Regions from separate parts of the Macaca mulatta genome. Here region 2 is linked to region 1. The links are chromatin contacts, called in public Hi-C maps. All regions are on one chromosome and are shown on one strand. The core of a region is the stretch at or near the end of the contact, and the rest is flanking DNA. Distances in the headings are between cores, read along the strand shown. Region 1 holds the start of HECTD3 (HECT domain E3 ubiquitin protein ligase 3). Region 2 holds the start of PTCH2 (patched 2).

Region 1 (4,150 bases), core at 1,101-3,600:
AGCATCCAGAGGGAAGCGACGCAGTGGCTGTAGGAAACAGGAGACGGGTTGCTAGGTGGCAGACTGAAGGCATAAATCTTTCCCTCTTTTGTGCACCCCTCACCTGCAGAGTCAGTTCACAGCAGGCCTCAGGAGAGCGACAAGTGCTGAAAAAGTCCTGGGCAGCCCGGGTTTCCCTAAACTCTGCATACAGAGGGAAGACGGGGCTTAGCCTTGAGGCCCTCCAGAGCCCTCCCCTGCCCCTTGAAAACTTTTCGCCTTCCGGAGTTTTATCTAGATTTCCAGGGCCTGACTCTTACCTGGTAAGTAACGGCCTGCCTGGCGCATGCACCAAACGGGAGTGTAGTCTGTTTCCTCTCCCCAGGCTGCTCGCAGGAATGTGTCATTCTTCAGCTCCGGAAAACCCTGAGGTCTGGTAATCAGGTGGGGGTAGGGGTAGGTGTCAGTATGCTAGGCTGGAGGTTGGGTAAAGTGCGGATTCATAAGGCTGATTTAGTCGAGGACCGCTATCTACCTCCTCCAGGCCAGCTCCCAAACCCTGGCTTTCCGCCCGTTCCGCCGCCTCTCTGCCTATCAGGTGGTGCACAAACTCTAGAAGGGCCCGCCCTGGGGCCTCTTCCCTCCACTTAGTCCCTACTCTCCCAAGCTCGAAGCAACTAGAGGGACTAGGGGGAGGAAATAAGGCCCAGGAAGGATAGTTTGGGGGTCTTCGGACTACGGAGTCTCAGAAACGGGAATGTCACTGGGCTGGTTCAGAGGCTGAGAGATCCCCAGGCTGGGGGATAAAGAGGGATGAGAGTTGATGGTCCCAGAATAGAGATCCTGGTTGGAAATCCTGAGGCATCCCTTGAATTAAGGCCCCTGGGATGAACGTCTCAAAAATCCATGGTTTTAGGATTCAGGATCCCAGCTAACAGAGTCCAGGTTGAGAGATCTCCAAGGTGGGGAAAGGGGAGTACAGGGATAGAGTCCTGAGTTGGAAGACTCAGAAGCTCAACTAGCCACACCGCGTGCTCTGGAGAACTCACCCCAACCCGTTCGCTTCCATGGTCAGCTGTCTGTAACTGCGAGCTCAATTCGCAAGTTAACCTGAATGTGAGCCTGCCCCCACCCCGTCCAGGCTCCGCCCCTTTCTGTAGGGAATCAAGGGCGTCGCCATGTTGAAGATCACATGATCAGACTCCCGCGACAGCTCCAGGGCTGCCCTGGCTGCTGCCCGTAGGACCCCTACCTTTTTTCACCGTAAAGTCCGCTGTAGCGACGCAACAACAAACGCTGAAAAGAGAACTCCGCTGTAACTGTATGTTACGGTGACATGAGGAATTTGTTCTCATCTGACGGTCTGGGTATCCGGAGGCTTGGCTCAAGTCCCACTCATGATTCTAATAGTCTTATTCAGCCAGGCATACTGAGGATGATGGAACCAGGCTGCTCAGGAAACTGAAATCGTCATATACTTACATTACCTACTAAGAGCCTGGACCTACAGTAGGTGTAGAGGTTAGCTCTGCTCAAGACAGCCCCGGTCTTTAAGAAGCTATAAGACTGGGAAAACAGAAATCAGTAATCACATTAAAATGAATAACGATTACCAGTGTCCTTGGGATTAGGAGTGACAAACAGAACCCGAATGACTCAAGACTCCTGTCAGTGGCAGGGGAAGGAGCCATTGTCTCAAACATTTTAGTCACACCACCTATAGGATAGGGAGTCGGCCGGGCGCGGTGGCTCAAGCCTGTAATCCCAGCACTTTGGGAGGCCGAGACGGGCGGATCATGAGGTCGGGAGATCGAGACCATCCTGGCTAACACAGTGAAACCCCGTCTCTACTAAAAAATACAAAAAACTAGCCGGGCGAGGTGGCGGGCGCCTGTAGTCCCAGCTACTCGGGAGGCTGAGGCAGGAGAATGGCGTGAACCCGGGAGGCGGAGCTTGTAGTGAGCCGAGATCAGGCCACTGCACTCCAGCCTGGGCGACAGAGCAAGACTCCGTCTCAAAAAAAAAAAAAAAAAAAAAAAAAAAAAGGATAGGGAGTCCAGCAAATTCGTTGGGAGTGGGAGGAAAAAGAGCAGGCCGAAGAACCAGAAAAATGTTGGCAATGATCCAGGCCAGATAGAACGGTTATTGAATGAGGGTAGTAGCAGTAGAGATAAAATGGTAGTAGCAAGGAAATGGAGAGAAGGAGATTGATCAGGTAGAAATCACCAATCTTGGGTTTGGTCGGCTGGGTTAGGGTGGCACAGAGGTAGGTAATATGATTGGGTGTAGGAGTACACAGTGCAATACGGTGAGCGCTGGGTGCGCTTAGTCCAGAACATACGGCGAAGGCTGGCCAAAGGCGGGGCAGGGCGTGGTGGGAAGCTCCGTCCGCGGTCGCGCCAGCTGTTCACCGGGTAGGATCGCCCTTAGGCGCTCACCTCCGCCACTTAGCCATGGCGGGTCCTGGCCCGGGCGCGGTGCTGGAGTCCCCGCGGCAGCTGCTGGGCCGCGTGCGCTTCTTGGCGGAGGCAGCGCGGAGCCTCCGCGCTGGGCGGCCGCTGCCGGCAGCGCTGGCTTTCGTGCCGCAAGAGGTGCTCTACAAGCTTTACAAGGACCCGGCAGGACCGTCGCGCGTGCTCCTGCCCGTGTGGGAGGCAGAGGGCCTGGGGTTGCGTGTGGGCGCCGCAGGCCCAGCCCCCGGAACCGGCTCCGGGCCCCTCCGCGCCGCCCGCGACAGCATCGAGCTCCGGCGCGGCGCCTGCGTGCGCACCACGGGCGAGGAGCTGTGCAACGGCCACGGGCTCTGGGTGAAGCTGACAAAGGTGAGCTCTTCCCCACCCAGGACCAGGTAAAAGACCCCCGGGGCCAGAGAAACCTCTGGCTGTTTCCCTTTCCTCCCCTGTATTGAGTTGGCATTGCGTTCGGTGCCCTTTGCCCTGGGCTGGGTAGGACAGGCGGCTGGGCAGTTCCCTGACGGCTGTCCCCATCCGGCGCGTCCCGGCAGGAGCAGCTGGCAGAGCACCTGGGCGACTGCGGGCTGCAGGAAGGCTGGCTGCTGGTGTGCCGCCCGGCGGAGGGCGGAGCCCGCCTGGTACCCATCGACACTCCCAACCACCTCCAGCGGCAGCAGCAGCTCTTTGGCGTGGATTATCGGCCGGTGCTCAGGTCCTGCACTTGAAGGAGCGGGGCTTGCTGTCCGAAGGCCAGGCCAGGACGGCTTGGGAACACTTCAGCCGCACCCTGGGGTGGGTGGGATACTGGAGTGGAGGCAGGGTTAAGAACAGGAAGGGGCGGGACATGAAGGGGGCTCGGGTGGGGCGTCTGGAGACCGGGAGATAGAGCCCAGGAGAAGGCTACACGGCATGGAGGTAGTGTCCTGCTGCCCGCTGATGTCTCCCTTTCCCACTCCCTACTCTGTGCCCACAGGTGGGAACAGGTGGTGGACCTGACATACTCACATCGCCTGGGATCGAGACCTCAGCCAGCAGAGGCATACGCAGAAGCTGTACAAAGGCTACTGTGAGTGAGCTGGAATGGGGTGGGGAGGAAGGAGCTCTGCGTCTGGGCCCAGTCTAATTAGGGGCTTGGGGTTGCTTAGCTATGTACCCCCGACATGGACCTACGAGTGCGACGAGGACCTGATCCACTTCTTGTATGACCACCTGGGCAAGGAGGATGAGAACCTGGGTAGCGTGAAGCAGTATGTGGAGAGCATAGACGTTTCCTCCTACACGGTGGGTGCTGGGGCTCCTCCCACCCCAGGCAAGATATAGTCACACCCCTCAAGGCTAGATCCAGAAAGAACCCCCACCTCCAGGCCAGGACCAAAACAGGGTCCCCACGGGCCACACTCACTTCAGCTCCCTATCTTGGAAGTCTGTAGGAACCCCTACATACCCAGCGGCCCCCTATCCCATACCAGTTGCCTGTTAGCCCAGCTTCACTCTGCTTTCTCTCTGGTCCTCCTGGTCCAGAGCACAAGCCCAGCTCAGCGAGGGAGGGTAACTACTGACTCCACCTCTCTGCCCCTCCCCAGGAGGAGTTCAATGTATCCTGCCTGACAGACAGCAATGCCGATACCTACTGGGAGAGCGATGGGTCCCAGTGCCAGCACTGGGTACGGCTTACCATGAAGAAGGGCACCATTGTCAAGTAAGTAGGCTCTGGGCAG
Region 2 (4,150 bases), core at 1,217-3,716, 180 kb after region 1:
CCCCCATCCAGTTCCTTTCACTTCTGGAAACATCCCTGAGTACCCCCAACTCAGTGGTTTCCCCTGTGGTCTCTGTGCTCCCCCTCAGGCTATGAACTTTAAAGCAGGTACCCTGCAACACCAGAACCCAGCAAAGGAATGGACACACAAGAGATCCCAAGGCTGGGCGCGGTGGCTCACGCCTGTAATCCCAGCACTTTGGGAGGCTGAGGCGGGCGAATTTCCTGAGCTCAGAGTTCAAGACCAGCTTGGGCAAAACGGTGAAACTCTGTCTTTACTAAAATACAAAAAATTAGCTAGGCATGGTGTCACGTGCCTGTGGTCCCAGCTACTTGGGAGGCTGAGATGGGAGGATCACTTGAGCCTGGGTGGTGGAGGTGGCAGTGCACCAAGATCGTGCCACTGCACTGCAGCCTGGGTGACAGAGTGAGACCCTGTCTCATTAAAAAAATTTTAAAAAGAGATCCCAAGACACGTTTGTCTCATGAGTCAGTAATGAGATTTAATTAGATTGCTTTTCTCCTGTTATTTGGAGAATATGTCTAGTTTAGGCTTAGCTGGGCTCAGGAAACCATTTTGTTTGGGAGAAGAGAAGTCATTTTGTAGCTTGGAGCAGCCAGACAGCACTAGGCCCTAGGTTGGAAAGGCTGGAAACTGTAGACCCATTTCTCCCACCCTAGTCTTTCAACTATAAGGCAAGAGGTTTCCTTAATAACAGACTTTGCCTTGAAAGCATCCATAGAATGATCAACTTTGCCACAATTGTTAGCAGTGATGGGCCTATGATGAAAGCAGAGTCCCAAGGCCCAAGTGGTTACAAATCTATTTCTCCAAGGACCTTATGTCTTGCAGAGTCTGGTAAAAAAGGAAGGAGATCAAGAGCTACTTAAAGCATAGCATCAGGAGTTGCACTCCTGATGACAACCAGTGCTGATTCCAGGCTTCTCCCTGTCTTCAGCTGTTGCCCCAAGAGCAAACTAGGAGCCCATACAGACTAAGTGTCGTTTAGTTTCTATTTCAGAGACTTGCTAGGCTCTTTCTAGCTGTTTCTATTTCAGAGACTTGCTAGGGATACACTTTTTTTTTAACCTTAAATTTTTTATGTTATCATTATTATTGTTTTTTGAGGCAGGGTCTCACTCTGTCGCCCAGGCTGGAGTGCAATGGCACAATCACAGCTCGCTGCAGCCTCTACCTTCTGGATTCAATCAACCCTCCTGCCTGAGCCTCCCAAGTAGCTGGGACTACAGGTGTGCTCCACCACACCCAGCTAATTTTTTATTTTTTTGTAGAGATGAGGTCTCACTATGTTGCCAGGGCTTGAACTCCCGGCCTCAAGCAATCCTCCCGCCTCAGCCTCCCAAAGTGCTGGGATTACAAGTGTGAGCTACCATGCCACTTTATCCTCAGCAGGACACACTGTATAACAGGGAGAAGAAAGTACTATTCAGGTAGGCTGCTTTTCATGTGCAGTTACTATTTGGCCAATAGCATCATACATATATTAGTTCCTCCATAGGCATTTTTCTGGGTGAATGGACAAATGGAAATGGCAAACCCCTTAGGTGTTCACCGCCTCAACCTAAATGTTCCTCTTCCCCAGGACTGAGGTGCTAGAGATGATGTTAATTAGCACAAGCTTTCAAAAATCAGTTGAGCAGTGTGTAGCAAGAGCCATAAAAATGTACATACTCTTTGACCCAAACAACACCACTTCTGGGAATCTGTCCTGAGGATATTCTCCAAATGATTGATTACAAAAACTATGTAGTGGCCGGGCGCGGTGGCTCAAGCCTGTAATCCCAGCACTTTGGGAGGCCGAGACGGGCGGATCACGAGGTCAGGAGATCAAGACCATCCTGGCTAACACGGTGAAACCCCGTCTCTACTAAAAAAAATACAAAAAACTAGTTGGGCGAGGTGGCGGGCCCCTGTAGTCCCAGTTACTTGGGAGGCTGAGGCAGGAGAATGGCGTAAACCCAGGAGGCGGAGCTTGCAGTGAGCTGAGATCCGGCCACTGCACTCCAGCCTGGGTGACAGAGCAAGACTCTGTCTCAAAAAAAAAAAAAAAAACTATGTAGTAACATGAAATATTTATGATGTAATGATTTTTTTTTAAAGTCTGGGAGAACTGACCAAGAAATTGGCCAGAGATAATAGTAGTTGTGTTAGAAAAATGAGTTTCTTGTAGATTATTTTTCTCTTTCCCAAACTTTACATATTGGAATATTGATTTTACCCAACTCTGCCACTTGGGGTTTATCAGTCAGGAACCCAATAGAAACAGCACACTCAAATAGGATAGTTGAAAGTTTAATAGAGGGACTATTGCCTCTATTCTTCCCTGTTTCCAATCCTTTACACCCTGAATTCTGCAACTCTTAGTGACTCACTCAACAATTATTAAGCACCTATTTATTGTCTGGTGAAGAAGGCAGACTTTCAAGTACATAAGTTATTTTGTCATAAATGCAATTATACATATATAAATTGAGTTGTTATAGAGAGCACAAATAAGCAATTATCTGCCAGGAGAGAGACATGAATCAAGGAAGGTTTCAAAGAGGGTGTAGGCTGGGTACAGTGGCTCACGCCTATAATTCCAGCACTTTGGAAGGCCCAGGTGGGAAAATGACGTGAGCCCAGGAGTTCGAGACCAACCTGGGCAACATGGCGAAACCCTGTCTATACAAAATTATAAAAATTAGCCGGTGTGGTGGTGCACACCTATAGTCCCAGCCGTTTGGGAGGCTGAGATGGGAGGATCCCTTGAGACTGGGAGCTCAAGGCTGCAGTGTGCTGTAAAGGCGCCACTGCACTCCTACCTGGGCAACAGAGGGAGATCCTGCCTCAGAAAAAAAAGGGGGGGGGAGGGGAGCAGTGATTCAAGTTCAGTTTTTTGAAGATTATCTGCCAAGACAAAAGGGCCAAAACATGTGCAAAGGTAGGAACGAGGGAACACTGATGTGAGGGAACTATGGGAGAGGAGGCTTTAGCTAGCTAGATCACACAGGGCCCTGTGCTCCAAGTGGGCCTTGTGCTTTGGAGCTATCAGATTTGCATGTTAGAGAAATGACTCTGGTCTCAGTGGAGAGAGTGGACTGAAGAGGGCAAGAATGGAGGCCAGGAAGAGTGAACAGAAATCTTGGGCTTTGATTGGGTCGGAAAGAAAGTGTGGCCCTACGCGCTTTGATGCCATCTCTAAGACCTACAGCTACCTCACCCCCGACCTCTGGAAGGAGACTGTATTCACCAAGACTCCCTATCACGATTCACTGACCACCTCGTCAAGACCCACACCAGAGTCTCCGTGCACAGGATCCAGGCTCCAGCTGTGGCTACAACACAGGGTTTTTATACAAGAAAAATAAAGTGAATTAAGCCTGAAGACAAAAGAAAGAAAAAGAAAGTGTGGTCCTAGGCCAGGCGCGGTGGCTCACGCTTGTCATCCCAGCACTTCGAGAGGCTGAGGTGGGCTGATAGTCTGAGCTCGGGAGTTTGAGACCAGCCTGGGCAACATGGCGGAAACCTGTTCTCCACCAAAAATACAAAAAGCAGGGCGTGGTGGTGCATGCCTGTGGTCCCAGCTACTTGGGAGGCTGAGGTGGGAGGATGGCTTGAGCCTGGAAGGCGGAGGCTGCAAGCCGAGATGGAGCCACGGCACTCCAGCTTAGGTGACAGAGTGAGACCCCGTCTTAAAAAAAAAAAAAAAAAAGTGTAGCCCTAACAGAGCCCGCAAACGCCCTTTCTTAGCGTCAGCCTCTGGACTTACACTTGGCAGCGCTGCGCCTCTCCGGGATCTCCCTCCCTCCTCCTCCCTGTGGCCCCGCGGGCGGGAGGGAGGCGCAGGGTGGCCCAGCCTGGGTGGTCTCCTGCCCCGCCCCCTGCGGCGCCGTTACCTAGCAGCGGGCCCGGCCGCACGGCTAGGGTAATTTGCGGGCCCCTCAGCCAATGGGAGGGCGTCGCCCCGGCCAGCTCCCTTTTCTGAAGCTCCAGCCGCCTCCCGGGCACTGCAGTCGCCACCTCGAACCCTGCTGTGCGTCTCGGGCCAGCAATTCCGTCTGCGCGCGGAACCCATTCCTCCTCCAGCCGCCGCGGCCCACGGCCCACAGAGCGGGTGAACCCCGGCGCCGCGCCCCGGGCCCGCAGC

Evidence for each region. A called contact is a pair of places that touch in the nucleus more often than the background predicts.
Region 2: a contact with region 1 is called in a Hi-C map of fetal cortex germinal zone, with 3 times the contacts expected there. The contact joins the promoter of PTCH2 here to the promoter of HECTD3 in region 1. A contact is called at or near these places in 7 of 14 Hi-C or Micro-C datasets (CD4 T cells, blood, cortical neurons and 4 more).

Annotation. Positions count from the first base shown.
Region 1 is chr1:195,614,359-195,618,508 of T2T-MMU8v2.0, forward strand. It overlaps HECTD3 (HECT domain E3 ubiquitin protein ligase 3), which reads left to right and starts at 2,351. Exons shown (of 21, transcript NM_001257654.1): 1 at 2,351-2,801; 2 at 2,984-3,144; 3 at 3,406-3,498; 4 at 3,578-3,713; 5 at 4,016-4,131. The coding sequence starts at 2,433. It overlaps UROD (uroporphyrinogen decarboxylase), which reads right to left and starts at 1,068. Exons shown (of 9, transcript XM_077959671.1): 1 at 1,029-1,068; 2 at 300-412; 3 at 104-183. The coding sequence starts at 1,048.
Region 2 is chr1:195,791,010-195,795,159 of T2T-MMU8v2.0, forward strand. It overlaps PTCH2 (patched 2), which reads left to right and starts at 2,467. Exons shown (of 21, transcript XM_077958807.1): 1 at 2,467-4,150. The coding sequence starts at 3,952.